Linked DNA regions of Mus musculus: all the other regions are linked to region 1. A link is a contact called in public HiCAR-type and promoter capture Hi-C data. All regions are on one chromosome and are shown on one strand. Each heading gives the region's core, a stretch centred on a gene start, on an enhancer-like site or on the middle of the called end of the contact. The rest is flanking DNA. Distances are from core to core; before and after follow the strand shown. Region 1 holds the start of Elac2 (elaC ribonuclease Z 2). Region 2 holds the start of Zfp286 (zinc finger protein 286). Region 3 holds the start of Trim16 (tripartite motif-containing 16). Region 4 holds the start of Fbxw10 (F-box and WD-40 domain protein 10). Region 5 holds the start of Myh3 (myosin, heavy polypeptide 3, skeletal muscle, embryonic). Region 6 holds the start of Adprm (ADP-ribose/CDP-alcohol diphosphatase, manganese dependent). Region 7 holds the start of Tvp23bos (a long non-coding RNA gene).

Region 1 (3,428 bases), core at 419-2,918:
GGTTTTAACGGGTGACCAGGAGACACTCACCAGCTGTGGTGGTCCAGACAGAACACATTTGGGAAGCCCGGTTTCCTTTAAAGTTAAAATCATTCCTTAAAAGAATGTAAAGAGAAAATAAATAAAAATCCAGCACTCTCAACTTAGCCTGCAGGCCCTGTCCGGTATGTGGTATGTGTGTGTGTGTGTGTGTGTGTGTGTGTGTGTGTGTGTGTGTGTGTGTGTGTGCATGGTGGTGGGGTGCTTCTGGCTATACTAGTTATTTACCTACGTGTCCCTGTTCTAGGGTATAAGCAACTATACAATACATAAAGAGAAAATAATGTTAGCATTGATCTAACCATGCATCAGAGCAGGGTCTGCTATGCAAGGGGGAGGAGGGCACAGTCCACTACCTCATTCTCTCCTCTGCCCATACTACTATGCTTTCAAAATCTGGCAGCCACACAGTCTGGATGACAGTATGTGTCTGAATCCAGCTGCAGAGTCTGATCAGCACCCACCACAGCACTCTGTTGTTAAATCTGTGGTCCAGGTGGAGGTTGTAACCATATCAAGGCCTACTTTTCCGAGTCTAGGTTTTCACACCCCCTACTCAAGCTGACTAAGCTAGTGTACCAGGAATTCTATCTCCCCTGGGCTAGGAAGATGAACAAATGAGCTGCAAGCCATGTTAAGCCCCCAGAAACTTCCCACCGGCCCCTGACCTCCAAACACATACTCACCACACAACCCCCCAACATTTGACCAATGCATCCGAGTCAGAAAGATGTTGTCCAAGCGAGCGACTTTCAGTCTAAGAAAAAAACATACATTTCAGCCAGATGAAACAAAGACGACCAGAGACCGTGTCTGCTGAGAAGTCTCATCTGCCTCTCACCTCAGCTTTCAAGCCCATAATCATCTCCACCCCAGAAGCCAGGAGTTGACTCACTTGTGTTCCTGCATAAGTCGTTGGACGCCTTCTCCGCAGTTAAAAAGGTACCTACAGGAGGAACATTACTGTACTTACAAGTATACTCTGTAAAATGCTTTACTGTAGATACAGCGACATAAATGACAGGGTTCTCATACTGCCTAGTAGGTTTTGAGCCCTCTTTGGTTAGTGACGGAAGAGTGTAGTTTGGTATAGATCAATGGGGAGTGATGTCTTTCCCCATCGACTTATGAAACCGGTCTAGCCCACACACTCACGGTGAGGCCCCCGCTTTGGGATGGTGATGGTGAGAGTCGGGGCACGGGAAGTTTTGCCCGGATACCTGAAAGCCATGCTGACTAAGGGAGGTAAGGGATATATACAGGATTGGACAGGAGGCCTCCCGAGCACGTGGCGCTGGGGCCAATCCCCCAGGGCTGTCGGCCCACTCTGACCTGTTGTATTCCGAGAAGACATAGAGAGCAGCCCCCGCGTCCCGGCCGCCCGCCGCCACCACCTGCAGGTACACGGTGTTCGGGCCCCCGGGACCCGGGCCGCGCTTCTCCCGCGTACGCAGGTGTCGCAGTGGGTCTTTGGATGGCCGCGGCCGACGAGCCGAACCCTGCGACATGGTGCGCAGGCCAAGGGGACGCAACAGTGAGCGGAGCGCCCACATGCACCCGACCACACCAGGCTGACAAGGCAGCCAGACCCCTCACGCCGCCACAAGCACCGCCCCTCCACCGCATGGCGGAACTGACCAATCAGCGCGCCGCCGCGCTAGCTGCCCGCCCATCCAAAGCTCCGCATCCAATCGTAACGAGCCTTGGAGCTCGGAGTCTGTCAATCAAGGTGGACGTAGAGTAAGCGAAAGCTAGAGCGTCGCCGGAGGCCCCGCCCCCCTCACCGGTTCCGGCTTTCCCTGTTGACGTTTTCCGGTTACTGTCACTTGGCGGAAGCGGGACTTCTGAGAGTGCAAGTACTCGAAAGGCATTACTGGGAAAGGACTGAGTCTTTTTCAGGTTCATCGTCTTCTGTCAGGAGCTCTGCCCTTCGACAAAAGTATTCCAAGTTTGCATTGTTCTTGCTTATGATGATGGTGACGATCTCATGGGAGATAGATCTGGCTAATTTGATTTCCACCATAAGAACACATTTCAGATGATATTCTTTGTTTTGGCGTGAGAATAGAGATGAAAAGACTAAGTAAACTTCGTAGTGTTGCGTCTTATTGCTGTTATGAGCCGGTCCTCTCTGCCTTGCATTCCTTACTTCAAGACGGAAATAGTTTAACAGTGCTTATCTTTGGGAGATATTTAGAATTAACATGGCTGTGGGGACCTCGAAAGTCGACTTAGGACACCCCAAGACCAAGTTCTCAGAACAAAGGAGATTTATTTTCCCCAGAGAGACAAAAGGCAGTGAATAAGAGACAAAGAAAGAAGATAGAGACTAGGACGAAGAGAAAAGGGTCAAGAGAGAGGAGAGAGGAGTATTTGCACCCGAAACACGAAGGGCTGCCTCTGGATAGGGAGGAGACCGACCCATAGGCAAATAACAGTTCATAAAGGTTAAAAAAAAAATCCGATGTTAGGATAAGTTGGTTTGTTTTGATTGTGTATATTAATTACATAAGCCAAAGGGGGCTTTTCAAGGGGCTGGACTTCAGTGCTTTGTTAGCTGGACCTTAGTGGTCAGCCTCAAGAGGAGAAAATGGTCAAATAAGGGAATAGACCTTGGTGTCTAGCTTTATGGATGTAATCTAATGATTTTTAGCAAGATGGAGGGTATGGCGGTGAAGCCAAGGCCTGCCAGAGTCGTATTTGGCATGCTTGGTTGGCTAAAGGCCCTTTGATGGTCGGTGCTTTGAGTGGCACTAAAGAGATACGCAGAATAAATAATAGAAATTTATGGAGAAGAAAATGTTGCCACCTGCAGGAAATGTATTTAAACAAGTATTCAGGGAGACTGTCAGATGTCTGAGGCTGGACTGTCAGGTGGCTCTGAGGCTGGAGCTGGACAATCAAGATAGTGAGTTGGAGGTGAACCTGGGGCTACATGAGACCCTTTCCCAACTTGGGTGGATGGGCAGGAAGACACACACACTTTTTTTTTTTTTTAATGCTGAGACCAAATGGATCGATCATAGTTCAAGATCACTATTTTTGAGAGGTCGGAGTTTCTGTTGCCAGCACCTACATGGTGACTCACAAGTTATCTTCTGAGACTCCATTCCCACAGAAACTCACATCTTCTGACCTTAGCAGGTATCAGTTAGGCACCTGAAGTACAAACATACATTCACAAAAAACATCCATATACATTTCAAAACAGTAACATCCAGGAATGATGGCTCCCCTGAGGTCAAGCCCAGCCTGGGGTCCTTAGTGGATCTAGGCTAGCAGAGAAAGAGGGAGGGCAGACTGAGAGGATGACTATGTGCGAGTCACTGTAACATTCCGTGTCCCAGTGTGGGTCATTTGAGAAAAAGGCCTACTACCATTTCAGAGGC
Region 2 (3,428 bases), core at 619-3,118, 2.2 Mb after region 1:
ACACACGCACATATATGCACACACATGCCATGCTCAGACATGCTCATACACACATACATGCACACAAGGTTTAAAGAGAGTAAACATCAAGAGACTGCAAAAAAATGTTGAGATGGAAGAGGGCTAGGCCTAAGTAATTCATCATTATTACATAAACCACATGTGACCCGCTGTCTTAGAGTTTCTACTGCTGTGACAAAACATGAGGACCAACAAGCAAGTTGGGGAGAAAAGGGTTTGTTTGTTTATTTTGGCTTATATTTCCATATCACTGTTGATCATCAAAGGAAATCAAGACTGGAACTCCAAAAAGGCAGGAACCTAGAGGCAGGAGCTTATGCAGAGGCCATGGAGGGGTGATGTCTATTGGCTTGCTCAGCCTGTTTCCTTGTAGAACCCAGAACCACCAGCCCAGGGATGGGACCATCCACAATGGGCTAGGCCTTCCCTCATCAATTACTAATTAAGAAAAGGCCAAATTTAATATTCTCTGGAGGGAGTGGCCAAAAGGCATGCAAATTTGGAAACTTTCCTGTAATCACTTGAGTAGCACCCCAGGAGATTCCTCCAGTCCCCAGATAACTACAGTGGTCTTAGACAAGTTAGTGGGTTTTCAAACTGAACCCCAAATCCCAGACATAAATAGCTGTGAAAAGGGCCTAAGTCTTGAGAGCTGGTGAATTTATCAGGGTCCCACTCAGCACATTTGCATGGGAAGGCTTCTTCAAAAATTTGAAGCTTCTCCACTTCCACCTGTACCAGCAGCCAAGGACAAACAGCCTTCTTTGCCCTAATACTTTCCTTGTTCATGTTACACTGAAGTAAACAGAGTTGTAAGGAGTTGTTGACAATCATCCCAAGTGAGACCAAAGGAACAGCAGACAGATTCTAGAGGAAAAGTCAGAGTTTGAAGTTTTTCAGAGAAAAGGAATTGGAGGTTTTGCAGCTGTACAGATCTGAAGTGGGAAAAGAAGACATAGATTACCAAGGACCATTGCCTCCCTCTGAGTCTCTTTCTCCCAATGGATCTAATGAGTCTGGAGCACAATGGGACCTCCAGTAGGAACCCAGTGGGGATGAAGGAAGTAGAGGAAATGGGATGTCTTCATATGGAGAGATTATGATGGTCACAGAGGGAGAAGCGGTGGACGAGACAGGGAGTGTAGGATCAATGACAGCCGTGGAAGAGGGTCCAGAGCAGAGTAGAAACTGAGAAATGAACAGGATCTGGTGATTAGATGGTGAGAATCAAAAGTTGAGTGTATTCTGGTTTTGGCATATGCAAATGGTGCACTAGAGTAAATGCACGCACTGAGATGGGGCTGTTTGGCAAAAGTGACTTTAAAGTAGGTTTAACTTAACCACAGGCCCTTGAGAGTCCAACTTTTTCGACAAATGAACTTTTTTTTTCCTTGCAAAGAACTTACTGCTCAAGTGTGTGGAAACTGGCTCAATATTGTCAGCTCTGCTCATATACGTTTTTACGATTGCAAAATAGATGAAATACAAGTCCATTGGGATAGATGAGAGTACTACATGGATCCTGCTCTAAAACTACAGCTTTCATATAGTTTGAAGTCAAAGGATGGTTTTAGGGAAGGCCAAACCATGGCTAAAAGCCATATACACATGCCAACAGTAAAGAAATTTGGGCTGAAGCTACATAGATGTAATTGTGCAAACAAAGGTGCAGAGAGAGAGAGACTTTGTCTCCCACGTCCCAACCTTCCGTTACTGCGGGATTCCACGCACGATGCACCTTTTTCTCTCGCGAGAGGGAGAGATCCCGCTGTGCCGCTGAGCCACTCGTGGTCCCAACCTGCCAAGAAACAGGGGGTCGGGCAGCGCGCAGGTGCTTCTGGGAGTTGTAGTTCCTGGATTTGCCCAGCAAAATGTCACGCATGCGCGACTCAGAGCTAAGCGGAGAAGTTCGTAGCCTTTGTCAGGCCTGGGATGGGAGGTGAGTTTCTTGGTAGGATGCTGCGGTCCTCGCTTTACCTCGGCGGTGGTCCAGTAGTTGCTCTCTGCCAGGGAGGACTGGAGTTTGTAGTTCTTGAGCTTCGTCCCCTTCCCTCCCCGCCCCACGGGCCATCTAGGACCCCGGTGCATACTGGAGAGCTGGACGGAGCTGGAGGGGTTGTCTGTGCCCTCTACCTCTCAGGCACTCAGTCCCCTAGGGGACAGCTCCAGGAGCCAGAAACAGACAGGTGAGGACTCAGATTCAGGATGCTTTCCCTGGTTTCCAGGTCCCACGTGATCTGAGCGACACTCTCTACAGAGCCCAAGAGGGAAGAAGTCCTTCGAGGCTCCGTGGACTGCTGACTGCGCGAGAAGAGCAGGACCTTAGGGGCATGGAAGAGGTGGTGATCATGGAGACGGGTTTGGCCGAAGTGCCTCAGAAAAGAGGTAGAATTGCCCAGGGGTTGGTGTGCATCATGGGAGAGTGGAAATCTTCCTTTTGAAGGGGAAACCCACCGTTGTCGTGGGTTAAGTGGTTCTTGGGAAAAGATGGCGACTTGTCAACGCTATCTTGAGGATAGGTGAGCTCTGAGACGTTGCAGGGCTTACTATGGGTCAGTCCCCATTCCACTTAAGTGTGCTGCACAATGGTCCCACCAGTGCGGACATTGTCACAATGTAGTCACAAGTTCTTCCAAATTATTGCCCCATCCTGGTTTCCATCGTGGATCCAAGAATTCAACTTTGTAGTTGACAAAAAAATATTTTTCCATACGTTATCCCACTTTATCCATAGTTAACGTGTGTGCTGTTTCAACACAGATCGCTCACGACCTGCTTCACAGGCACGGAAGGTAGGGGCTGGCTTCAGCACTAGGAGACCTGTGTATCTTAAACTCCCCTCGGTGACTTACTATGCCAAAATTCCCTCCAGGGGTCCTTTTCAGGTTGCTAGATGTCACCTCAAACTCAACCAATCAGAATTTGGAGGTGAGATCTAGCAATCTCCGCCTTAAGGAAGCTTTAAAGGGATTTTAAAAAAACAAAACAAAACAAAACAAAACACTGAGTCTACTTTAGGTAGATTATAGTGGAAATTTACTTATTCTAGTTTGTAGACCAGAGAGTTTGAGGGGATACGTCATGAGTAGAGCAACTAAATTCAAGCCTAGTGGAGCAACGTGCCTGAGCATATTTTACAGTACCGGAAAGTAGCAGTTTGTTTTGGATTCCTTGTTAACAGGGAGTGCATTTGGTGTGGTGGAGGGGTTTAGATTATACTGAGTAGAGAGCCAGGTCCAGACCCAGTCCCTACCGCTTTCTTCCCTTTAGCTCTGTCTTCCCCGGATTCTCTCCTTTCCCACGAGAAGAGTGCAGAAGGAGACGTGGCTGCTCTGAGACTCACTGTCAGATCCCAGGTGAGTCTCTATGGGTTACTGAGATCAATTCCACCTTGGGTCTCAGAGCAC
Region 3 (3,428 bases), core at 627-3,126, 2.2 Mb after region 1:
AGGACTAGAGAGAGTCTACCTCTGGTACAGGAACAAAAGAAATACCCTGGTTAGGAAAGTTCCTTGCCCAGATACCACTTTCCTTTACTGCCCAGGAACACATGCCACAGAAAGGCTCTGGGTGTGCCAACCAACAGTGCAAAGAGGGAACTGCCTTGAGCGTGAACCAGGACCTGTGTGTGGGCGGAGTCAACCTTACTTCCTACTGGGGAAACTCAAAGTGGGAGAAACTCAAAGTGGGAAAGCTGCGGGGGTCCACCCCCAATGTCTCATCCAGGATCTTGGCTTCCAGATAAAGGCAAGCAGTGCTTCAGAAATGACTTTTTTATCTGATAAAAGTAAAATTTCAGACTTCGAGCACAGTGTTTCTCAGGTGCTCCTGCCAGCCTATCCCGTAAGGAACCTTTATTCTCCAGTAAGTTAAGTCGCCCTTGGCATTAACTTCCGTGTGCGTTTCAAATTCTGTTATCTTGGCAGTTTTTGTTTTGTTTTGTTTTGTTTTACTTGAATGCAGCATTTTGTGTTAGCTTCTTTTGTGGTTTTGCGATTCAAAAAAAAAGAAAGGAAGGAAGGAAGGAAGGAAGGAAGGAAGGAAGGAAGGAAGAAAGAAAGAAAGAAAGAAAGAAAGAAAGAAAGAAAGAAAGAAAGAAAGAAAGAAAGAAAGAAAGAAGTTAAGAAAGAGAGGAAGGAAGAAAAGGAGAAATGAAGTCTGAGGTTTCTTCTTTTCCCTTGGACTTCTGCCAAGGTTTTCATGGGTTGATATATGCCTCACAGATCCTGCCAGAGGGAAATACCACACTCCTGAGGCTAACCTTCTACAGCACACACCCAAATGCACATTACTAAACTCTAACTAGAAACAGCAGGAAATTCCTATGCCTGGCAGAGACAATAGAGACCGCACAGCAACAGGGACACTGAGATGGGGACAGTGACCCACTTTTGTTTCCAAAGCCAGCGGCTATAGATACTTACAGCGAACCAACACCCAGGCACTACCGCTAAAGTTCTCCTCTGTTGACTCGGAACAAACTGGCATCAACAGAGCCACAAATGCAGCATGTGTGACCTCTCCCTGGGGACACCTCCTCCCACTGGTCCCTCCCAGGCGACAGACCCCACTACTCACCTCTTTGTTCCTGCGGGCTGCATCCAGGGAGACAGTACTGTCGCCTCTGTGTTCACCCTCCCCGCATTCCTGGCAGATACACTGCTGGTGCGTGTGGCAGAAGGAAACCAAAGGGCTGTGGTGGGCAGGGCAGGTGCGTAGATCCTGGTCCTTTGCGGGTTCGGTTAGCTGGTGGCTGTGCAGTTTGCTGTTCTCCTGGTGTGGCCGCAGGTGCTCCTCACAGTAGTTCACCATGCAGGTCAGACAGGATTTCACTGCCCTTACTCTGCTGGCCCCAAGACAGAAGTCACACAAGATCTGATCCTCTTCACCAGGAGCCCCGACCTCTGCGGGGTCATGACCCTGCTCCTGGGTTTCCTCACCTGACTTGCTGAGAGGGTCCGCATCTTCTTTTTCTGCTGGGATAGCTGACACAGGGTCTGGGCCGAGAGGGGCCAAAGGGTGAGCAGTGACCCCGGTCAGAGGCCCCGGGGCAATCAGATCCAATTCAGCCATCTGGTGGAGGCTCTGCGGACTAAGGACTAAGGCGTCCTTCCTCGCGGTCCCTTGGCTCAGGATCTGAGTAGCCCAAGTCAAACCAGAGAGCCACGCCTAGCAGATTGCAGCTGCCCTGAGACATTAACTGTTTCCTCCCTCCCGAGGAAGCTCAGTTACTCAGACAGGACGAGGCTCCTCCAGATTGGCTAGTAGCCAGCCACAGTGACAAGGCTCAGAACTGCCTTGCCACTTGGCTCCTGTGTCTGTTCCTTGGCTCAGGCTTCTCATTCTCATTCCTAGCCCAGCCCTGAAACTTCTATTCTTACGGGACTCATTCACGCACACCCCATAGGCTCTTCCGGAGACCACGTGTGCCTGTGGGACTGGAAAAAAGGGCAAGATTCCTGAGCTCTATTGTAAGCCTCTGCGGCTTTGAGCGGTCCCACAAGCCATATTTTGCGGTGGATCTCTCTCTCTCTCTCTCTCTCCTTCCTCCATCCCTCCCTCTCTCTCCCCTCCCCCTCCCCTTCTCTCTACTCCATATATTTTTAAAGGGGTCCAAAATGTAAGGACTTTGATAATAGGGCAGCTGCTAATCCTAAATGAGCCACCAGCTTGGTCCTACCACCACCACCACAAAACCTGACATACAGACAGACAGACAGACATAGTCAATCTAGCTTTATCTGCTTTTAATAACTTGCTTTTATCAGACTTTTGTTTTATTTTAGTCGTGTGTGTGTGTGTGTGTGTGTGTGTGTGTGTGTGACAGAGTTTGACATCTAGTGTCTTTCTTAATTGCTCTCCACCTCATTTCATGAGAGAGGACCTCACAGTGAACCTGGAACACGCTAGGTCACCTAGCGCAGCAGGCCAGCAAGTCAGAGGGATATTCTAGACTCTTGCCCCAGTGCTGGGGTTACAGATAAGCACCATTGCATGGCTGCAGGTGGCCATGCACACCTAGCAAGCACTTTACCCACTGAACCGTCCTCCTAGCTCCACTTCTGGTTGACTTTTAAAACTCACTCATGTGAGAAGCCACCCAGTGGACAGGGCCCTGGCCTTCCACTCTCTGCCATAAACCTCTAACATGTGGGCTTTGATGATAACAGTTGTCTGGCTTGCTTCTCCGAAACTTGATGGCCTTTTGTTGAAATTGACTCATCTGGACCTGAGCAGGTAACTAGTGGGTGACCTTTTGGCATCAGAAGACCAAAACTTCTGCCCTCAGAACATTCTAACACTGACCTGTCCTGAACATGCATCCCACGAAGAGCCATGAGGACCGATTATGGTCCTCTCAGCCACCCTTCCCTATCTCATAAATCCTCACCAGACCCCACCCTCCAGGAAGTGGATCTAACTGTGCTTCTCCCCTTCCATGCTCAGCTCAGCTGCCTTCAAATATGATTTTTCTCTTTTGCGAAACGCATGGTCTCTGTGTTTGCCACCCTGTGCAAGCATCCTGGTTCTGAAACCACAGAAATTGATGGATGTTTATAACCCTGACCCTCCAGTGTCCGCTTCTAGGGCATTCCAGGAGCTGGCTGAGAATGGGCACAGGAAGGGGCCATCGGGTAGAAGAGGGAAGGCACTGTCCCCTTCCACATACAGCTCTCTCCAGCCTTTCTAGGCCCCGTATCTTACTCTGTGATCTCCACGAAGAGACAGTTGCTAAACTAGCCCCACATCCAGCTAATAAAACTGTTCCTAAATGAGGTGCCCTCATTTTCTCAGGCTGTCCTTACAAAGTGCCACAGACTGACTGACTTTGATGACAGGAGTTAATTTCCCGACACCTCTGCAAGGGTGAGCTCCC
Region 4 (3,428 bases), core at 404-2,903, 2.1 Mb after region 1:
AGCCAAGAAAAGCAAACCCTATCTGTGAAGCAGGGAGGGACTCATTAGTCTACAAGTTTGACCACAACTCAAATATCCTTCGGGACCAGGAATTACTCACCTTTCAGAGCTCAAACTTGAAAATTCCCCCTAGAGACCACCCCTCCCACTCTTTACCCACCTCTGGCTAAACCTTCTAGACCTTTGTAGGTCTCTGACCTCTGACCTCTGACCTCTCCTAATTGCAGGTCTCAGACCTCTCCTCTGCTTTCTTTTGCTGTCCAGAACCAGCCAGTCAAACACTTTCAACACTTTCCTGTCAATACCCAGGACCAAGAAGGTTCCCCGCTGGGTCCAGCAATGTCTGTCTATATAGCCAGAAACAGACAGCTTGACATGGTCTCAGACCAGCTGCTAGGCCAGGCTTTGGCAGAGGACCACAGTCTGGTTTTTTTTTTTTTTTGTTAATCTAATCTGTTTGGAGACTCAGGTGCAAACTATTGCTTATAAACTAGTACCCTGGGCAATTTTGGACTTTTAGCCACATTTGGCCTCTTAAAGTATCTTACTAAGATTTGGTTTCATGCTTAAGCAAGCGGCATGGTAAGATAAGACTTTTTTAAAGCTGTAAGTTTTGTTGTTTGGCCTGGTTTCTGCCCATGGCAGTTAAGAAACAAAACACAGCTTCCCTGTCACATCCCTCCTACCCTAGTGCAAGGAAGAAGTGACACCCGTTTGCAGTGATCTGGGCCCAAGGCAGGCAGGATACTGTTCAGTGCCGGGGTGAAAGCTCTGTCCTTCCTTCTGCTTTTCTCAGTGGACAGTTTTCTAGAATGAAGTACCACTCAGCAGCTCCTCCTTTGGTAAGTGATAGGATGTCAGGATAAGGTTCACAGTCCCATACCAGCCCTCTGGGCAGCCTCTGCCTTTCCAAGCCTGTCTGTCTGCACCTATGCCCCCTTCCAAGCCTGTGTCTGGTCTCTGGGGCCCTCTGCTCTCACCTGAAATACTGTTCCACTCTTTCATGAACAGGACTCTGATCACATTGGCAGCAGTGAGCAGTAAATTTGAGTCGCACATCTGCAGCAGCAAGAGAGTATAATTTGCCTTAGTTCGGTGGGTGCTGTTGCCAAACCAGTAGAGGATCTCCTTCATCTTCCGTTCCACCGTTTTATCCAACATCTGGTTCAAGGAGGACTTTACAACCTCCTCCTCCTTCCCCCCCTTCCTACTGAGTTTGATCCGAGACCTGTTGTAGATGAAGTCCTTCCCCTGGGTGGTCTCTAGGATATTCTGGAAATACTGTAACAAATACAGGCTATTTAACTGCCCCAAGATGCTGACTAGAAATCTCCTCTGGGATATGTCGTTGACCCTCCGGAACCACTCTTTGGTGGCAAAGATCTTCCATGCTAAGACACAGGCTTCACACTTCTGGCACACGGGGACCCAGTTGGGTCCCTTTTCACAACGAAAATAGGGGGCCTGCTTGAGTTTTGGTTCCCTGTTTTCCATGACTCTGAGATGACATTCAGTTCATTTAAACCTTGCCCGTTAGCAACCCCACCAAACACCAGAGGGACAGGGTAAGCAGAGAAATAGCCTTTTTGGAGCCTCTTCGGGATGAACATCTGGAGAAACCGTAAGGCACTGCGATGGATGGTAAACTGATCTGACCCAGAAACTGCCTGTAGAAGTCTGGCTTTTTGTACTGACTTCCTTAGAAACATGGCTTTACCGTAAATCTCCTAACCCTGGCACCACAAAAGTAGAGACAGTTGCTGTATATTCTGGAAGAGCTGGTCATCTTATTTCTATAGCAGCTATTCTTTTAACCAAATGTAAAACATAACATGGCCCATTTAAAAAAAATGTTAGCATCTTTCAGTTGCTGTTATTAAGGACTTTTAAATATTCATAAATACAGCTTAGGTGTAATCTTCTTACATTTGTGGCTGTTAGAGTCTATTCCAGTGCCCTGCATATTATATTCAGTCTCTGGTTATCGCCACAGTAAAAGCACCTGTCTTAACAATAATGTAAATTATTTAATTATTCAGGGCTAGCTGTGAATCCACAGGGAACCACTCTCTGGTGCAGAATTTTCAGTTGTCCTGAGGATATGTTGGGAGTTGACTTGTTGTGTAGACACAGTCAGCTGCCTACCCATGTAGCAGAAGGTCTCACCATAGCTTTGTAATGAAGACTGTGAAGTCTGGGGTATGGCTTCTGAGTCTGGGCCCCAGCCCAGCTGCCCATTGCTCTACGAACACCAGCAGGTTGTTTAATGTTCTTCAGTTTCCTTGTCTGAAAGTGGAGATGGGGATGCTTTCTGCTTCACAGAGGATGAAGTGAGACGCTGTACACACAGTACTTAGGATGGGTGGGAACTGAGACACTGTGCACACAACGCCAAAAAGACTGCGTATCATAGCACAGTGTAAGTTAGGGCAGTGTAAGCCCTCACTACACACTGTCTCTCTGTTGTCACTGTCACCACTGCTAGATTCTCCATTTATTCATCGAAGATGTGTTCTAAGACCCCAGAGGATGGCAAAAGCTACAAGGTAATATCAACCCCTAGATAATGTGTATTCCTTTAATAAATAAGGCTAAGTAAGAAAAAATTCAGCAATAACTGTCTTAGCTCCTGTTTCTATTGTTGTGCTAAACACCACGACCCGAAGCAACTAGGGAAGGAGAGGTCTTGTGATGCTCACACTTCCACATCTCAGCTTAGCATTAAAGGAAGTTGGGGCAGGAACCTGGAGGCAGGAACTGGTGTGGAAGCCATGGAGGAGCATTGCTTACTAGCCTGCTGGTGTGGATTGCCCTGGTGATGTTTGTATTTTGATGTTAATCCTGCTTCCTCGAGAGTTGTTGTCCCCACCCTGCCCCTGACAAGGACTCTGTTGATCTCACTGGACCTTTTCCCCATTCTAACTGGTCAAATAAAGGCTAGAGCCTATGATTGGGCAGTGCAAGGGAAAGGTGGGACAGGAGGTTTCAGAGGAAGGAGGAGGAGAGAAGACAGAGGAGGAGGAGGTGGAAGCCAATATGGAGCAGAAGCACATGGCCCGGAGAAGCTGCAAGCAGCAAGGGGTCTCATAACTAGAGAATAAGTTAGTATAGTGATAGATCTGCCCAATCTAGGCATATAGCTTATCAATATAACTGGGTTATATGTCTTTTATACAGGCTTATCGGGGTTAGAAATTACCGCAACAGCTTGTTCCTTGTGACTTGCTCAGCCTGCTTACTTTCTCTCTCTCTCACTCCCTCTCTCTTTTTCTTTCTTCTCTTTTCTTTTTGTTGTGTTTTGTTCTGATTTTTGAGACAATGTGAACTCTCTTTGCAAACCAGGCTGGCCTTGAACTCAGAGATCTGCCTGCCTCTGCCTCCCAAGTGCTGTGCACCACCAAGGCCTGGCTCATCTTGCTTTCTTATAG
Region 5 (3,428 bases), core at 261-2,760, 2.1 Mb before region 1:
AATCCGCTCATATTTGTTGAGTTGCTAATGAATGCCACGGGCTTAGACAGAATCTATTTACTCCAAGCATCTCCATTCTTTCAGCCTGGTGAAGGGGCCTTTGAAATGCCACTTTTGACACTATGTCTTCCTTTTCTGAGAAGCACGGGTAGAGCAAACAGAACATTCAAAATTAAATACCATGAAAAAAAAAAAAGAAGTAAAGGCATTCCATGAAAAAAAAAAGGTAAAAGAATTCCTTAAAGAGAGAATACTAAGCAGAAAATGGCAGAGACAGCTTTGAACTGTTTTGAATCGACATGGTTTCTGCCTCCCATGCTAAGAATAGACTGAAGGCCAGGCATGGTGGTCTATGCCTTTAGTCCCAGAACTTCGGAGGCTGCGACAGGTGGATCTCTGTGAGTCTGAAGCCAGCCTGGTCTACCTAGAGAGTTCAATGCCATCTGGGGCTACACAGTGAGATCCTGTCTCAAAAAACAAAGGAACAACAAACCACCATAGAGAATAGATGGGAACCTCTAGCCGCACCCCTGAGGATGAAGCCTGCACTTCTCCGTTAAGCTCTGTAACTCCTCGGGGGCACAGGCATGAGGGGGCAATGGGTGATCTGGGTTTACCTGAAGACTTCCTGAAGCTCTGGGATGTGGCCCCAATGCTCACCTGAGTCACACCTGCAGGACAGCAGAGAGCAGCAGCAGTTGTGGACGTATGGGACCTGCAAGAGCATGCACACAGAGTTTAGTGGCCACCGTGATGTCTGCTTCTGTGACGAACCAGACCTTGGTGAGGCTCAACTAAGACACACAAAGGACTAGACAGTCAGAAAGATCCTTAGCTCTGAGGCAAGCCCTAGGACTGCAGACAGATCATAGTCTACAGCTAGGCATAACTACCAACTGCCTGGCAGGTTGGCTCCTCCAGCCCACTCTGACAATTTCTTCAGACTGCAAGATCCTTCATTGTGAACAGGGCAGGGATTCTAAATGGACTGAGTCCCTGCCAATAAAAGCTTCTGTTAGCGGGTGGGGACAGGCCTCCTGGTTATCTGAAAATGGAGACGATGCTGAGATTGGCTAATTTAAACCTGTTAAGCAAACATGTAGTCTTGAGGCCACTAAACACCCAGCAGGTATAGCGTCCAGGTAGGAAACACAGAGTCCCCTGTTCATTCTGTGGATCAGAGAGGCAACAGGAGAACATGGAGCCATGGTGGACAGGCCCATGCCTGTCCAACAGGATCCTTCCCAAGCAGAGAAAAGAAAGGGTGGGCAGGACCCCAGCTTCGATGATCTGCTAGAGGCAGTGGGATGCTGGGCTCTTGGGTCTCGCATCTCACTCTACTGTATTCCTTGAGAACGCCTTGAGAAGAGAAAAGAGGCTTGCCTGCTATAACAAAGCCAGGGAGGGCCACAGTCCAGGGCAGTGGCCGAATCAGGTCTAGAAGCAGTAAATGCCACAGAGATACTAGGAAAGTGTAAGACTTACCTCTGACTGTGACAGAGAGAAGCATAGAGGAGAGCTGCCCCCTGGGCTTTTATAGGCCACCACTAACCCCCTGGGCTCATTCTTCCTCTATATTTGGAAAGAGAATGACTGACACCACAGGCTGAGAACTGGCCCCCTCCACACGTATTTTTCGCCGTTGCCAAGGGAAAAGTATATATAGAAATGAGCAGGGTCCGAAACCATTTTTTCCAACTGTAGAAAGCTGGGAATTTGAGATGCCTTGCTCTGTGAACTCAGGGCTGTAGCTTCTCCACCTAGCACAATGGGATCTCCTTTGCTTTAGGAGCCCCTACCTGGCTCCATCCTGCAGGCCATCCCACCCTGAAATCAGCTGAAGCCACTACCACTTGGGAACAGGGGACACACAGTTGTGCTATTTGCTTAGAAAGCTCATCGAAGATAAAGTAGAATTGAACTTGTTGAAGTCCCCTCACGGTTATGAGCCAAACTCTGTAAAACTTGTGCAGTTGGATTATAGTTTTTTTTTTCTCCTTCTCCATCTCTCTCCTTCCCCTCATTACTTTCTGTCTCATTACTATAATTATTTACTTAATCCTTTCTTAAGCACTAGCAGGACCAACAAGCAAGTAAATGACAGGGAGCTATGCCACCAGCCCATGTTCACAGTGACAGCTGCTTAGGGGCCTGTGGTTATCAAGACATATTACCAATTAGGAAAGGCCAGCTGCCAGCCTAGATAGGGGGCGAGGGGAACGGTAGTGGCCTGAAGAGAAAGGGGGGATGGGTATCGCCTAACAGATGCTGTCATTTCTAAATCAGGACTGGAAAATTAAACCTTAACAAGAGAATTAAGGTACAGTTGACATTTTTGTCCATTTCCATTCCTCTCTTTCCTGGTCCAGTCTTTGTGGTGAGGGTCTGAGTTGTATGGGGTCATGGTTGTTCATTTAATAGAGAACTTCATGCCAATACATCCCATTTGAGAATATGGACTGTCCTCTTACAGCCTACCCATACACTGGTAAGGGAAGAAGGGAGAAAGCAGGACCAAAGTCTTCATAGGGACCATTATTTTTTTCGAGACAGGGTTTCTCTGTGTATCCCTGGCTGTCCTGGAACTCACTTTGTAGACCAGGCTGACCTCGAACTCAGAAATCTGCCTGCCTCTGCCTCCCAAGTACTGGGATTAAAGGCATGCACCACCACCGCCCGGCCATAGGGACCATTATTAAACATCCTCTGTATGTTCTTTCCTATTGAGGACTCTTCAAAAAGGCAGAGTGGAATCGGAAGATAGTCTTTCCCCAACATAAACCATTTTGTGGGCAATGAGTCATACAGCCTTCACACATTCCCTTCCAAGATTTAGGCAATTTCATAGCAGAGAGGCCACGCTGAGGCTCTCTGATGCCTGTGGTTAGCTAGACATCAGGCCACAGTGAAGTCACATCTTCTCATTGCTCCTCTTGCTCTAGTTTGGACTGAAATGTCCCTCTTCCTTCTAGCACCATTCGTCCTGAAGTGTCCACCCATCACCTGGAAGAGTATAATCTCCTGGCTCTGAGTTTCTTGCCCAGTGGCACATTGTCTCAAGCTTCCATAGTCTCTTCTGTTCAGATCCCGTGAAGACATGCGTGGGCAAAAGAGACATGGGTCATCTAGGCATCACCAAGGGAACAGATGTCGACAGACCCCACCCCCCACCCCCAGGACAATGCCAGAGGCTGTGGCTGTGTCTTTGACATTAAGCATACACAGGTGGAGAGATGGGTGCCTCCAGCTTCTTCTTCATCAGCAGTTCTTGTTGGGAAGCGCTTGTCCTACATAGCCATCCCTGGACTGTGTAACAGGAGCCATTCACATGCCCAGGACTCAGAAGAGAAAGACTCTGCACAGGTTCCTTGTACCTACTAACCTTCTAAAGTCAGCTATCCTTTCTTCTCGCCATCAGACTCCTCTGT
Region 6 (3,428 bases), core at 592-3,091, 2.1 Mb before region 1:
AAAGTTGTCAAGGCTGGCAAAGTCAGGTGAGCCCTGAGAAATTTGTAATCTGCAGAAGCTGAAGAGACAACCAGGAACAAGGAATGGGTCTGAATTGATGCTTTTATTGCAAAAGCAATACAGTATCAACCTCAACATTTCACGACGGTATTTCATAGCCTTTCCTGGCTTCCCCTCCACCACAGACAGCCTGGGCTTGCCCAAAGCTACCACCCCAACTCCTTTGCAGTACCTACCCACACCGCTCTACATGCCTGAACCCTAGGAAGTCTTCTCAGATCCCACAATCAAGATTTCTTCAGGCCCACACAGACCCCTGCCTGCCCTGCCCTCTGACCTGGAAAACAGTATCTAGGGAAATCCTTGAATTATTTTAAATCAAAAGGTTTAAGGACAGGGTTGGCCAATAGCCAAGTAGATAGAAGTGCTTGACAGAAAAGCCTGATTACCCAAGCTCAACCCTGGGAACCCACCATGGAAGAATACTCCCAAATAGTTCTCTGGCCCCCACTGTAGCGTGCACACATCTGCATGCACGCGCATGTACAATAATTAAAAAGAAAAAAAAAATACTCCAGGGGGTAACCACTTACTTTCTATCTTTTCTTTCTTGAAGTACTTCATTCCAGCCAATAAAGAGCCTCCAATGGCAAAGGTGAGAGCTAAAGACTTCCAAGAAACAGGCTACTGGGGCAGAGATTCAAACAATAAAACAAGTAAGATGCAAACACTTAACAGAACTCTATTTGTTATCTTCATTTTCACAGCAAGTACATACACACAAACCAGTTGCATACACTGAATGCTTCAGGTTATTTGGGGATAAGTAATGGCTATAATCTACTGCAAAAGCACCCGTTTCCAAGAAAAAAAAAATGCCCTAGTTAATTTACAAACTAATTAAGGGCTGGGGGGGGGGGCGAAGCTCACTTAATTGGTTGAGTGCTTGATTGTCATGTCCCAAGGCCATGGGTTCCACGCCAAGCACTGTATAAAAGTGGGTGTGGCAATGCACACCTGTAATCTTAAGCATCCTGGGAGGGGGATCAAGCTCAACAGTCATTCTTGGCTACATATAGAGTTCTAGGCCAATCTAAGATATAAGACACCTGATCTCAACAAACAAAAAAAGTGACTGATGACCGGCTTATGCTGATACTGAGGATAAAAATACATCTGGGAAAGTTACCCAACTGGCTTCCAAAATGACATCAAAAGAAACCTAAAAGTGGGGCTTCCTGAAAACTAACATTGTGTTATTTCTCTGTACTCTTTAAAGTCCAGAGCTGATTCCCCCCCCCCCCCCCCCGGAACAAAAGCCCGAGTTGTAACCGCGCGGAGGGAGAGTAGGTTCTCAAATTCTGTAAAGGCTGGGACCAGGAAACAGTTCTGTCAAAGTTGGAACTATCGCTGACCAGGAAGCAAGGAAGGGATTCCATGGCCCTTTCACGCCAGGAAGTTCCTGAGATGTGACCTTGCAGGGTGCAGAGATGGAAAGCTGCAGAGAGCGCCGAGCCCAGAAGGCTCCATGCGGACACTCACCCCAGGCTTCGGGCGGTGAGACCCGGCTTGACCGCCCTTGGGCTCCGGACCGGCCCCCGGCGGTGGCGGCCCAGCGCTGAAGGCTCTGCTCCGCAGGCAGGAGCACGCTTCCTCCGGTCTCGGCCTCTCCGCCACATCCCTGAGCCCATGGCCGCGAGGGAACAGACGCCAGAGCTGGCGACACTGCGACCTCACCACTGCGGCGCGTACAAGTGCTGCCATGAGTTTAGGAGACCGCGCCTCCTTTGGGCCACCTCTCCATTTCCGCTCGAGCTTCCGCTTCTGCCGGAAGCCGAAGGAGGCCGCTCTTTCCTCTTGGCTCGTTGGTGACGCTGTTTGCCCTCTGGTTGTGGAGGAGTCCCGGGTCCGGCGGCTGATAGCGGTAGGTGGTTCTCAGGATTGGAGAAGGGTGGAGCTGCTTGTGGGCGGCGAGCTTTGGGAGATGGTTCCTTGGGATCCTGGCCTGGGCCTGGCGGCGGCTGGAAAACACAAACATCGCAGTGGGACGAGGTGGCCCTGGGTCTTCTAGCCGGGTTCGCTCCTCCCAGCTGCAAGGGACTAGGGGATCCCTTCCTACTGCCCGGTCTAAAAACCGGCCGGGTGGAACTGCGAGGTCTCGGACCCCAAATTAGAAGTCATCCCATAACTTTTGAAATAACCATAATAACCCATGACTTGGAAGAAATAATAAATAAGACTTTGAGTGTCTAGGATAGTAAGATGACTTAAGACCAAAGTGGCAGCGCTTCTAACTGTAATACAAGCCGCCTGCTAATAAGGAAGGCACTGCAAAGGTGTGTGCTGCGTCATACCCATCCTTCTTTTAGTCTCCGTGGCTCATTTCTTTAAAAGGTCTCCCACCTACCCAACCTGTCTCAGATTTTAAACTGTGTTGAAGGTTTCCTCATTTGGGACTGCTTAGTTGGCTACAGCTACACTTTCTTGTTGTTGTTCCTTGAGAAATTTTAAGTCGTATTCGTTTTGTTTGTTTATTATTTGCAGTGCACGCGCTGAGCAAATGATCTCCACCTCATTGTTTTCTCACCTTTGCCCCTCTCTCCCCACCCCGCCCTGTGGTGTTGTGTATAACAACATCCGTCCTTTAATTAAAGCACTTTTTTTTTTTTTAAACTCCAAGGGGATCCCAGCATTGCTTCAGGGATTGTTGCATTGGAGCATGATACTGTTCTTCTCCGTGCTTGGCTTTTTTGATCTATCGGGCTGCTCTCTAACACCGTAAGTAATATAGTTCAGTGATTCTTGTTTTGCCTCGGCCAGGTTGATCAGCAATCTCATGAAATTTATACTCAAAGTTACTAGAAGTTTTTGTTTTTTGTTTTTTTATAAAACAAATCATTGTTGAAGTTTATGAAAAGATTTTAACACAAATTGAAGAGCATAGATGAATAGAGAGATGCTTAGGAGGAGAGTACACACCCAAAAGCATGGGCTTTTCAGGAGTCACACTTTAATGTTTTTATAACAGTATATATAATTTGGGTGGCTTCTGAAGGTACATCTTAAAAGATCGTCAAACAACTTTTTTCTTTTAATCTCATTTTTCTGGGTAATAGATTATAGGCTGGCTCCAGGGGTACCTTGGGTAGGGTTACACAAGGGCCTTGGGACATGTTTAGTGCAAATAAAGTTTATAGTCTTTGTTTGTAAAATTTCCAGAAAACTGTAGCTTTACGTCTAGGAAAGGAATAGGACCATACTCCAAGGTGATATGTGCTTAGGCCCTTAAGTATAGTTTATTGCTATTTTAACATTCTTATTTGAAATCTACATAAAGGGAATGCCATTTCTTTGTAGGCAACCTTCATAGCAGACATTATTAATATCAGGGAAATTTTTGATTCTCAGGTGGCAAGAGACTCCAACCA
Region 7 (3,428 bases), core at 488-2,987, 2.1 Mb after region 1:
TTAGCCAGAAGCAGGGCAGAGCAAGGGCTTCACTGTGGATGCTTTAAAGCTGTTCAACTCTTAGTCCCAAAGGAAGCTCACACCCACTTGAAACCAGACGTCGACAGAGTCCGTGGAACATTAGAGATAAGAAGTGCTTGTAGACCCATCCAGCAGAGAAACCACATTCTGAAGACAAGGACTTGGACACCCAGGACTTGGAAACATCCCCTGCCTGTAGTTACCAAGTTAGAATCAGAGATAAAACTCTTTAGTGTTCTAATTCCCAGTCTGCTTTCCTCCATTGCTAGTATAATTACGTTTTAATGGGATCTAGCGTGACATCGTGATATTGGTATATAATGGTTAGTGGGGGCGGTTGGCACAGGCCACCACCCTAAAAAGCTATCATTTCTTTGCATCACGAACATTCAAAATCCCCTGTGTTATTGTGAAATTAACTGCTGTCAGCCATACTTACTCTACTGTCCTACAGGACATGCTAAGCTATTCCTCCAACCCACTTAAGACCCTCGGCAAACTGTTTCACTTGACTTCTTGATCATCTTCCCTGAGCTTTCTCCAGGTGACAGTAGGTCACACAGAGAAATGAAAAGATGGCAGAGTGTTTCCAAAGGTCACCAATTGTGTGTGCACCTGCCTGCAGGAGGGCTTAAGTCACTCAAATACCACAGAGAGGAGACCCCAGATGTTCATACGTTATTAAAATGTTGAGCATTGACTTGTAAATGTGAACTTCTTCATCTTTCGATACATATTAAAACTTGAACACCCTAAGACAGAAAAATTAACAGATAACATCGCAAAATTTATTTTAACACGTTGGCTTAGTATAAAATGATCCTAAGATACATTTTATGGGCTTAACGGGGTAAAGTTTGTCTTTCTTTGCTTGGAGTTGCTTCTCTCATCCCTCTGAACAGGGGACCCTTCTGTCTCATCTCTCCCAGAACTTTGGTGTCCTCTTCAATCAAATGAAAGATGGAGACGAAGCCAGCCTTGAGGACTGGACAGCGAGCAGCACTCTGGTATCACAGAGGCTCTGATTAAGTTGCACAGAATGAAGTCTCACAAGGGAGGCTAGGAAATGTAGTTTAGCTTGTGTCTAAGAGGGAAAAGGTCATGGGGTTTGGGGAATAGACAGTTAACTCTGCCACAGAAAGTTAAGTCCCCTGCTCCCTCATATATCCTAAGAGAGTAGTTACATGTTTCCAAACCTACTTTGCTGTTTGGAAACTATCAGTCTAGAGGACCAGGCACAGACTAACACAGCCACCCACATTCCCTTTCCCATAAAGCAGAACTCCTTAAAGACAACCAGATTTGAGAAAAGGGGAGCTATTAACAACAGCAACCATTATCAAGTGTTTGTCCCGGGTAAGCAACTTAAATGTGTCAACTCAGCCCTCAAAACAACCCAATGGCATAGCTGCTATCATCATCCCATTTTTCCTATGAGGAAACTGAGGCTATGACAGCTTACACAACGGGCTCAAATTACCCAGCAGTGGACAAGATCTGACCTCTCACACTGGCTCCAGTCCGTGGTGCCAGTCACTACTTTGAGTTGACCCCAGAATGAACATGAACATGAAGCACTGCCAGCTCTTTGTAGACGTCTACATGAGGCTGAGCAGGAGGAGAGGAGAGGTGGGGCTGAGGGTGGCATGGCATGAGGGGGCTGACAGCAAGCCCGGAGCAGGAAGAGCCAGGAGGGCAGCTGGTAGGATTACAAGGGCAAGAAGATGGCAGTGGGCTCCAAGGTTAGGCTGGGGGCTCAGCTGTGTCACTCAGCAAGCCCTGCCAGGAGGATTCTAAGACCCTGCTGGTAGCTGTTGTATGTGAAAGCACCATTCCTGGTGGCCCATGTCCTTGATTAAATTCATGGAAATTAGACAGTCTGACAGGGTGGTTGTACTAGTAGTTAATTGTCCGTGGCTAAAACGAAACACCCATGATTGCATACCTTATTATGGAAAAAGATTTCTTTAGTTCAAGGTTTCACAAGTTCAATGACAAGATGGTAGCATCTAGTATAGGCTTCCTGGTGGGTGCTATGGTACTGGTGGACAAACCACACGGTGGCAGCCTTCTCACTAGGTAGAACCTAAAGTTTCCACATCACCTCCCAATACCGCTTACCAAGAATCAGACTCCCAACACCTGCTCCCGTGAAGGACAAAGGACACCCAGAGGCAGCTTAGCCCAGCCTGGTAGTTCTGTCTGGTAGCTCTCTGCACGGTCTCTTCAGTACCTCGGCATGGCCTCCCAGTGGACAGACACAACCCGGCCCAGCTCTCTCCCAGCTTAGCGGAATGGGTGTCTTTGTCCTTTGGTATCAGGAGTAAAAAGAAGAACCGGTCTGCAAACCCAAGACTGGTCCCCACTGACAGTCAGCTAGCTGCCTCCTTCCCAGATGGTATGTCCCCACTGTCTTTTGCTTGCTCTTCACACAGAATCTGCTAAGCACTAGGTGGCACGGTTGAGCAACCATTAAAAACTATTTCCGTCAAGGCCCAGGAGAAAAGGAAATTGAATTGGAAGTTGGAGGAGTGAGGGTTAGTGGCAGAGAAGGCCGATCGGTCCCTGGAATTCAACCTGCTCACAGCCTCCATAAGCACGGGTATGCTGTGCTCTAAGCCGATAGGGCTGCGTGCAGAGGAGGCGCCCTCAAGAGCAGATACCGCCAAGCCAGTGAGGAGGAGCCTGCTGGAGAAGGCTGGGAATCCCTTCCCACCATCCTATCAGAACCCTCTGGTTGTCGCTTGCTTCCTCCTCTCAACCATGTCGCCCTGTTCACCCAGAGCAGAAATGCTGGCAGCTGTCATGGACAAGTGAGATGAGGCACACGTCTCCAGGATGACCCACGGGCTTCTCTGCCTGTCGCTGCCATTTTCAACCCTCTTCCCCTCCCCGCTCTGTTTTCCTGTCTTCCTCTCTCCCTCCCTCCTTCTTCTTCTCTCCCCACCCCACTCTCTTCGAAGGAGAATTATATTCAGCTCTGTGGGTTGTTTTTAATGCATTCCAGATGCCAGAAGAAATCTTGGCCTGGGCTCAGCGTTCTTCTGACTTCAGGCCTCTCCCCCACCTACCTCCCTGTCTGACTCCCAAGGCCACACAAGGAAAAATCAGGTGGGCTAGCGCCATCTGCTGGCAGCTTCCAGAAGCTTAAGGAAGGCGGGAGGCGGTTAAGGTGGGGCAGGAATGGTTTCTTGTAACTGGCGTGATGTACTCGGTTGGAAAAATTCGGATTATCTGGGAGAAAATGGTGTGTAAATCAAAACGCTTCAACCCATGGACACTCCGGTAGTGGTTGTAGTGGTGGTGGTGGTGGTTCTTCGTAGTAGTCATCATCGTTGTCATCTCCTCCTCCTCCTCCTCCTCCTCCTCCTCCTCCTCCTCCTCCTCCTCCTCCTCCCCCACTCTGT

Evidence for each region. Promoter capture Hi-C pulls out the DNA fragments that hold promoters and counts their contacts. HiCAR-type assays count read pairs that join an accessible place to other places. Capture Hi-C pulls out chosen DNA fragments and counts their contacts.
Region 2: a HiCAR-type map of astrocytes shows a contact between it and region 1, with 8 times the contacts expected there. The contact joins the promoter of Zfp286 here to the promoter of Elac2 in region 1. A contact is called at or near these places in 8 of 39 promoter capture datasets (cranial neural crest, embryonic stem cells, frontonasal cranial neural crest and 4 more), 5 of 115 datasets of contacts at active chromatin or transcription factors (astrocytes, embryonic forebrain, forebrain and 2 more) and 1 of 9 other capture datasets (liver).
Region 3: a contact with region 1 is called in a HiCAR-type map of astrocytes, with 8 times the contacts expected there. The contact joins the promoter of Trim16 here to the promoter of Elac2 in region 1. A contact is called at or near these places in 9 of 39 promoter capture datasets (the 3T3-L1 cell line, 3T3-L1-derived adipocytes, cranial neural crest and 5 more), 4 of 115 datasets of contacts at active chromatin or transcription factors (astrocytes, differentiating embryonic stem cells, large pre-B cells and 1 more) and 1 of 9 other capture datasets (macrophages).
Region 4: a HiCAR-type map of astrocytes shows a contact between it and region 1, with 10 times the contacts expected there. The contact joins the promoter of Fbxw10 here to the promoter of Elac2 in region 1. A contact is called at or near these places in 9 of 39 promoter capture datasets (the 3T3-L1 cell line, cranial neural crest, embryonic stem cells and 5 more) and 2 of 115 datasets of contacts at active chromatin or transcription factors (astrocytes and stem cell-derived neural progenitor cells).
Region 5: a contact with region 1 is called in a promoter capture Hi-C map of hematopoietic stem and progenitor cells, with 3 times the contacts expected there. The contact joins the promoter of Myh3 here to the promoter of Elac2 in region 1. A contact is called at or near these places in 3 of 39 promoter capture datasets (hematopoietic stem and progenitor cells, liver and pre-B cells) and 1 of 115 datasets of contacts at active chromatin or transcription factors (astrocytes).
Region 6: a promoter capture Hi-C map of liver shows a contact between it and region 1, with 5 times the contacts expected there. The contact joins the promoter of Adprm here to the promoter of Elac2 in region 1. A contact is called at or near these places in 3 of 39 promoter capture datasets (hematopoietic stem and progenitor cells, liver and pre-B cells), 1 of 484 Hi-C or Micro-C datasets (the G1E-ER4 cell line), 2 of 115 datasets of contacts at active chromatin or transcription factors (astrocytes and large pre-B cells) and 2 of 9 other capture datasets (adipose tissue and liver).
Region 7: a promoter capture Hi-C map of 3T3-L1-derived adipocytes shows a contact between it and region 1, with 11 times the contacts expected there. The contact joins the promoter of Tvp23bos here to the promoter of Elac2 in region 1. A contact is called at or near these places in 14 of 39 promoter capture datasets (the 3T3-L1 cell line, 3T3-L1-derived adipocytes, the HPC-7 cell line and 9 more), 1 of 15 datasets of contacts at CTCF or cohesin (stem cell-derived epiblast-like cells), 13 of 484 Hi-C or Micro-C datasets (B cells, adipose-derived mesenchymal stem cells, cerebellar granule neurons and 7 more) and 1 of 115 datasets of contacts at active chromatin or transcription factors (astrocytes).

Annotation. Positions count from the first base shown.
Region 1 is chr11:64,977,275-64,980,702 of GRCm38.p6, reverse strand. It overlaps Elac2 (elaC ribonuclease Z 2), which reads right to left and starts at 1,668. Exons shown (of 24, transcript NM_001362983.1): 1 at 1,372-1,668; 2 at 935-985; 3 at 726-796; 4 at 31-95. The coding sequence starts at 1,592.
Region 2 is chr11:62,787,908-62,791,335 of GRCm38.p6, reverse strand. Zfp286 (zinc finger protein 286) reads left to right here and starts at 1,868. Exons shown (of 6, transcript NM_138949.4): 1 at 1,868-1,960; 2 at 2,247-2,406; 3 at 3,292-3,377. The coding sequence starts at 2,352.
Region 3 is chr11:62,818,701-62,822,128 of GRCm38.p6, reverse strand. Trim16 (tripartite motif-containing 16) reads right to left here and starts at 1,876. Exons shown (of 6, transcript NM_053169.2): 1 at 1,130-1,876. The coding sequence starts at 1,624.
Region 4 is chr11:62,845,348-62,848,775 of GRCm38.p6, reverse strand. It overlaps Fbxw10 (F-box and WD-40 domain protein 10), which reads right to left and starts at 1,653. Exons shown (of 13, transcript NM_001033669.2): 1 at 981-1,653. The coding sequence starts at 1,494.
Region 5 is chr11:67,076,382-67,079,809 of GRCm38.p6, reverse strand. It overlaps Myh3 (myosin, heavy polypeptide 3, skeletal muscle, embryonic), which reads right to left and starts at 1,510. Exons shown (of 41, transcript NM_001099635.1): 1 at 1,486-1,510; 2 at 661-671.
Region 6 is chr11:67,051,031-67,054,458 of GRCm38.p6, reverse strand. Adprm (ADP-ribose/CDP-alcohol diphosphatase, manganese dependent) reads left to right here and starts at 1,841. Exons shown (of 5, transcript NM_025510.3): 1 at 1,841-1,924; 2 at 2,681-2,778. Sco1 (SCO1 cytochrome c oxidase assembly protein) reads right to left here and starts at 1,789. Exons shown (of 6, transcript NM_001040026.1): 1 at 1,543-1,789; 2 at 594-684. The coding sequence starts at 1,764.
Region 7 is chr11:62,920,940-62,924,367 of GRCm38.p6, reverse strand. Tvp23bos (a long non-coding RNA gene) reads left to right here and starts at 1,737. Exons shown (of 3, transcript XR_388723.3): 1 at 1,737-3,132.